2 separate regions of the Sus scrofa genome follow, and region 2 is linked to region 1. Evidence: chromatin contacts called from public HiChIP or PLAC-seq data. All regions are on one chromosome and are shown on one strand. Each heading gives the region's core, a stretch centred on a gene start, on an enhancer-like site or on the middle of the called end of the contact. The rest is flanking DNA. Distances are from core to core; before and after follow the strand shown. Region 1 holds the start of PSMD12 (26S proteasome non-ATPase regulatory subunit 12). Region 2 overlaps PITPNC1 (phosphatidylinositol transfer protein, cytoplasmic 1).

What was found. HiChIP or PLAC-seq counts read pairs in DNA pulled down with a chosen protein or histone mark.
Region 2: a contact with region 1 is called in an H3K27ac HiChIP or PLAC-seq map of alveolar macrophages. The contact joins the enhancer-like site here to the promoter of PSMD12 in region 1.

What each region holds. Positions count from the first base shown.
Region 1 is chr12:13,728,769-13,731,478 of Sscrofa11.1, forward strand. It overlaps PSMD12 (26S proteasome non-ATPase regulatory subunit 12), which reads right to left and starts at 1,304. Exons shown (of 11, transcript XM_003482961.3): 1 at 1,095-1,304. The coding sequence starts at 1,202.
Region 2 is chr12:13,815,734-13,818,443 of Sscrofa11.1, forward strand. The region is part of intron 1 of PITPNC1 (phosphatidylinositol transfer protein, cytoplasmic 1); the gene reads left to right. Among named protein-coding and RNA genes, the nearest start is that of PITPNC1, 76 kb to the left of the region's middle. Within about 2 kb of position 1,363, at least 23 of the 83 cell types and tissues checked have an H3K27ac peak or open chromatin away from gene starts, as enhancers often do. A contact at or near this core is called in alveolar macrophages, where this site is marked.

The sequences.
Region 1 (2,710 bases), core at 54-2,553:
AAAAAAAAAAAAACAAACAAAAAAAAACCCTATTAGTGAAAGCATCCCAAATGAACAGCAATAAATGTTTGTGGCTGGATTGATGAAGGAATTTAATGAGGCCTCAGCAGAATCCTTAACAACATCCCATGATGGAACTGATTCAACAACCATCCAAACCTTAGTCAGGCAAACCTAGATTTAAATCCCTGGTTCTATCTATTACTAACTGTTCTGACGGACAAACAATTCTGAGTCTTGGTTTCTTTACCTATAAAATGACCCACAAAGTTGCCTGACACAGCAGGGGGCATGATAAATGTTTGGATTAAGTAAAATTTCTTTTTCATGGGAAATAAGCAGTTGGGCTAAACTACTGTCCATGACCCCCGCTCCTGTGACTCTGCACTTTCGTGCTTATTTGTCTATTTCCCGCAGGTCCTGCTCCGCGGATGACTCCTCCCCATCCCAATCTTACTCACTCCTCAAGCCCTAATACAAACGTCAGCTTCTCTGTAAAACTCTCCCTTATCCCATCTCTAAGAACAAACAGCTTCCTCCTGTGTTTCAGTAACACTTTTATATTTGTACAGCACTCACCACCATGCGTGACTTGTCTACCTCCTTGCCTACATGAACTCCTTAAGGACAGGGATCCTGTGTTAATCACCTTCGTCCTATCACTTTCCTGTCCCTTCTTCTGGCCAAAGGCCAAGCACTTCGCCACGATCCATAAGCAACAAGAGAAATTGATCCGGCAAGAGCAACGAATCTAAACCTTCTGATCTAGCGTGAATGCTGAAATGGCCTTAACCCCCGAGAAACTACTAAAGTAAACGTGAAACAAAATCCAAGAAAAGGCAAAAAGTACTATGAAGTCTCATCCCCCTCCAGGAATTGAAGTGACCATCGGTCTTGGGGAAGGTCTGGGAAGCTGTAAGCCCTAACGTACTCTGGGTGCGGGATCTCCCTATTCAGGCAGACCTGGGATCTCCTACTTCTGCAGGCAATAGGGGGATGAGCACTCCAGCCCGCAGGCCCCCAGAGGCCTAAGCAAGCTCCGCGCCGTGACTCAGCCCCTGGCGCCCGCCAAGAAGCAGCCGGCCTCCCCTTACCTTGGCCAGCTTCTCGCACTCGGGCAGCCGCTGATCCACTGTGGCGCTGTAGTCCACCTCCATCTTCACGATGCGCCCATCAGCCCGCTCCGAGCCGCCGTCCGCCATGGTCCTCGCCTAAGCGTCCCTTGCTGTCCCCCTGCTTCGGCCACCACTCGTCAGCCACACCGGAAGCCGCCGGCGCACCCGCTCAGGCAGTGCCTGGGCAGCCCGCGCGAAGGACCCCCACGAGGACCCCTGCGCCGGGCGCCAGGCAGGCACTGCCGCAGACAGCCCTGAGGGCGGAGCTAGGAGCGGGCTCCGCCCCGCCCGCCAAGTCCGGTTTTCGTCTGGTGACAGACTTCTCTAAATTTGCGGTGAGGAAAGCGAGTGTTATCAAATAGGCTGTCGTATATATCTTCTCACACCTCTGCTTTGAAATATTGCGATTTCTCGGAACCATGGGCGAGTCACTGAACTTTTCTTGGATTTCGGTTTTCTCGCGGCTCCAGGAGCAGGCTGAAAGAAACCCCGAAGAAAAAAGTTCTCAGGTTTCTTCTGGTTGAGAGTCTTGGTGGCTTCATCTGTGAAATCTCCTCAAGCTCATAAGAAAAGCCATGGCAGTGGTTCGGTAGTGCAATAGGTAAATATTATGTTGATAAGAATCTTTACAAAAGACTATTTTTGCTTTTTCCCTGAAAGACCTTTTTGAGCATCAAACGAGATTTTGTATAGGAACCTATTTCCAATTCTTAAGAACCATACAAGTTTTTTTCATTACTACCCACACCATCTAGGTCCCTTTTAAAAAAGCTTAAGACCTTGAAAGTGAGAAGGAGGTTGTGTGTGGTGTGGTCCAGGTGTCAACAGTAGCCTGGGAAGCAAATGGAAATCTTAGTGTGGTCTGCCCGTTATGTTAGTGGTTCTCAGTTTAATTAGCCTCAAGCTCCCTTTATAAGTGCTGAATAGACCTTAAAAACAAACAAACAAAAAAACTGTTCTGTAATGAAAATCATGGTAATATAACCCATCTACACACATAATTAAAAAAATAGTCCTAGATCTAATGTAAAGGAGAAAGATTGCAAAATACCAAAATAATATATTTCAAAATATAAAGGCTAGGAGTTCATAGTGGCACAGTGGTTAGCGAATCCGACTAGGAACCATGAGGTTGCAGGTTCGATCCCTGGCCTTGCTCAGTGGGTTAAGGATCTGGCGTTGCTGTGAGCTGTGGTGTGGGTCACAGACGTGGCTCGGATCCCACGTTGCTGTGGCTGTGGTGTAGGCCGGTGGTTACAGCTCTGATTAGACCCCTAGCCTGGGAACCTCCATATGCCGTGGGAGCAGCCCTAGGAAAGGCAAAAAGACAAAAACAAAACAAAACAAAACAAAACAAAAAACAAAATATAAAGGCTAAAACATGTCTGCAGTAGAAATACAAAGAAGTAGTCATTTGCTCGTATGCATATCCACTACCTTAACTATAAATGCAAAAGTTACAGCTGCCACGGGTGTATTCTGTTGATTACTTGAAGCATGAGGGTAGAATGATTTTTCCAACATGTTATACCACTGACCACATCAAAGTATAATCATCCATTGCTTTTCACATGAAGAATTCTTAGACTTTTTTG
Region 2 (2,710 bases), core at 113-2,612, 87 kb after region 1:
CTTTTTTTTTTTTTAACCTTCAGTTAGTTTTTAACAAGACACTGCATTTCAAACATAGCAAACACGACAGAGATTACGGAACAAGGCCAAGGCCGAGGCTGGAGTGACCTTGCACGACCGTTGTTGCCATCTGTTGGTGGCTGGCAGAACTGATGCACTTTGAAGCTTTATTTATTGCACAGAAAGTCGAAAACTGAAAGCAGAGGACCTGCCTTGCCCCCAGGGAGCTCAGGATGGGCAGCATAGAGGAAGAATGGAAGGAGAGGAATCTCTTGTGATCGAACATGATGGAAGATAATATGAGAAAAACAATGTGTGTGTGTGTATGTATGTATATATATACGACTGGGTCACTTTGCTGTACAGCAGAAATTGACACAACACTGTAAATCAACTACACTTCATAAAAAAGGCGGAGGTAATGTGGATTTGCTTCATGCATCGGCACGAGTCATCACTGGGTACCAGGAATCCATAGTTAATATAATTTTAGAGGGGTTTTTTAAGGTACGGTCTGGCATGCCCCTGGAAATCTAAAATCCATTTATGAGTCAGTTTGTCATTTCAGAAAGACTCCCAGTGCATTGGGCTTTGGGAAATTAACAGAACAACAGGAGATCTCAGCTAAAAACCAGTCTCTTCCATAGAATTAGCATGCAGCTGATATTTGTGAAATTTGATTAGTTAGGGACACTTCTCATTCTAATCAAGGAAACTGAGACTCGATCAGTAAAATAGCCATTGTATTTTATCGTCTTTCAAAGTGCTTTCAGATAACTGTACATCTGTTTCTGCACCAATCTATTTCAGCCATTTTTCTTTCATCCCCTTTTTCTGATACCAAACTGAGATTCCTAGAGATTAAGTTTCCTGAGTGCACATATCTAGTGGATAATGAGAGCCAGAATTAGTCCAAGCAGCAGGGTTCGCAACTCTCATTGCACAGAAGAATCACCTGGGAAACTTAAAAAATAAAATAAAATCCCATTGGTGGGTCTCACTGCCATATATACTGATTTAATTAAGCAGGGCAAGGACTAGGTCATGGGTTTCCCTTTTAGAACTGCAGCGATTCTAGAGCTCCCATTGCGGCTCAGCAGGTTAGGAACCCAACAAAATGTCTGTGAGGATGCAGGTTCGATCCCTCACCTCGCTCAGTGGGTTAAGGATCTGGTGTTGCCAAGAATTGTGGTGTAGGTCTCAGACGCGGCTCAGATCCTGCATTGCTGTGGCTGTGGTATAGGCTGGCAGTTGCACCTCCTCTTTGACCCCTGGCCTAGAACTTTCATATGCCTTGGGTGTGGCCATAAAAAGGAAAAGAAAAAAAGGAGAAAAAAAAAAAAAAAAAAAAAAAGAACTACAGTCAACACATTCAACTGTGTTTCCTGGATTGAACTTCTTCAATTCAGAGTATGGTCTACGGAGCAGCCGCAAAGCATCCTCTGGAAGTTTGTTGGACGTGCAGAATCTCTGGCCTCATCCCAGATGCTCTGAATCAGAACCTGCCTTGTAACAAGATTCCCAGGTAATTCCTGTGCTGGGTGAAGTTTGGAAACAATAGGTATTGCCTCTGAGGCAGTTTCCTGAGCTGCTCGTTGGTATCTCCACTGGGGACTCTGGGTTTTATTTTTACCATTCAGACAACATTCAAGGACTGGGGGCCTCCATCTAGGGCCCTGGCTTCCCTTTGCCCTGCGGCTTCCACCTGTGTCCTAAACTGAGAACCCGTGTGCTCCCCTCCTCCCCCCTAAAATTCTTGCTCAGCACCCCCAGGTAGAGTATGTTTTCACCGCCCTCAATTTTTGAATGTGTTGTAGCGACGTCAGCAAACCAAGACCCCAGTCTGGGTGCTCCAGGCTCTTCCTGTTAATAGCGATGCCCCAGCCCACCCTCGTTAGCCCTTGTGTTCAGCCCCTAAGACTCTCTCTACCTCTAGCTTAGACACTGCTTGGATTGTAGAGGAAGGAGGCAGCACCTTTTCTTTCCCCCTAAAGAGAAAGTACTCAGCCAATGTTTTTTTTGAATACTGGAATGAAATGAAGGCTGTGTGGGCATCTGGGAAATTCTGACATTACAAACAGGCTTCGCCCATCCCAGCTGGACTTGGCTTTCGGTGGAGGGGCCTCTAACCCAGCAAATCCATCCATTGTCTTTCAAAAAGGGATCCTTCTGAGTTCCTGTCTTCAAATCCGCTGCTGAGTGATCTTTTCTAAATCCATAGTTGCATTGTGGGTAGTGAGTGCCTGAAAGAGACACAGAAATCCCTGTTCAGCCTCTTTTTTGGGAAACTGAGCGCCTGGCTTCTTTTCCAGCCCGTCCTTCGCCATTTTTAACCACAAGCCCCCTTTGATGTGGGGCCATCCTGAGCGGGGCAAACTCCCCTCCCCCATCTCCTGTCCCTTTTCCAACCTTCCTCCCTGAAGGAACAAAACAACAACAGACCAAAGTGGGAAAAAAAACAGGGGAGGTTTGTGAAATCCCTTGAAAGGGTGTTCCTGAAAGAGGATTCAAAAGTGCGTGGAGGGGGTCTGTGTCTCGCTTTTTCTGAAAGTGTTGGGAGGTCTCTGTGCGTCAGATCTGCAGAGACTGGAGTGATTATTTGGGCTCAGAAGCCATTCATTAGTGGCCACGGGTAAGAAGACCTTGCCAGTTGCTTGTCATGTCTCTGAATTCAGAGGTTTTGAAAAGACCCCAAATGGGCTTTGTGGCT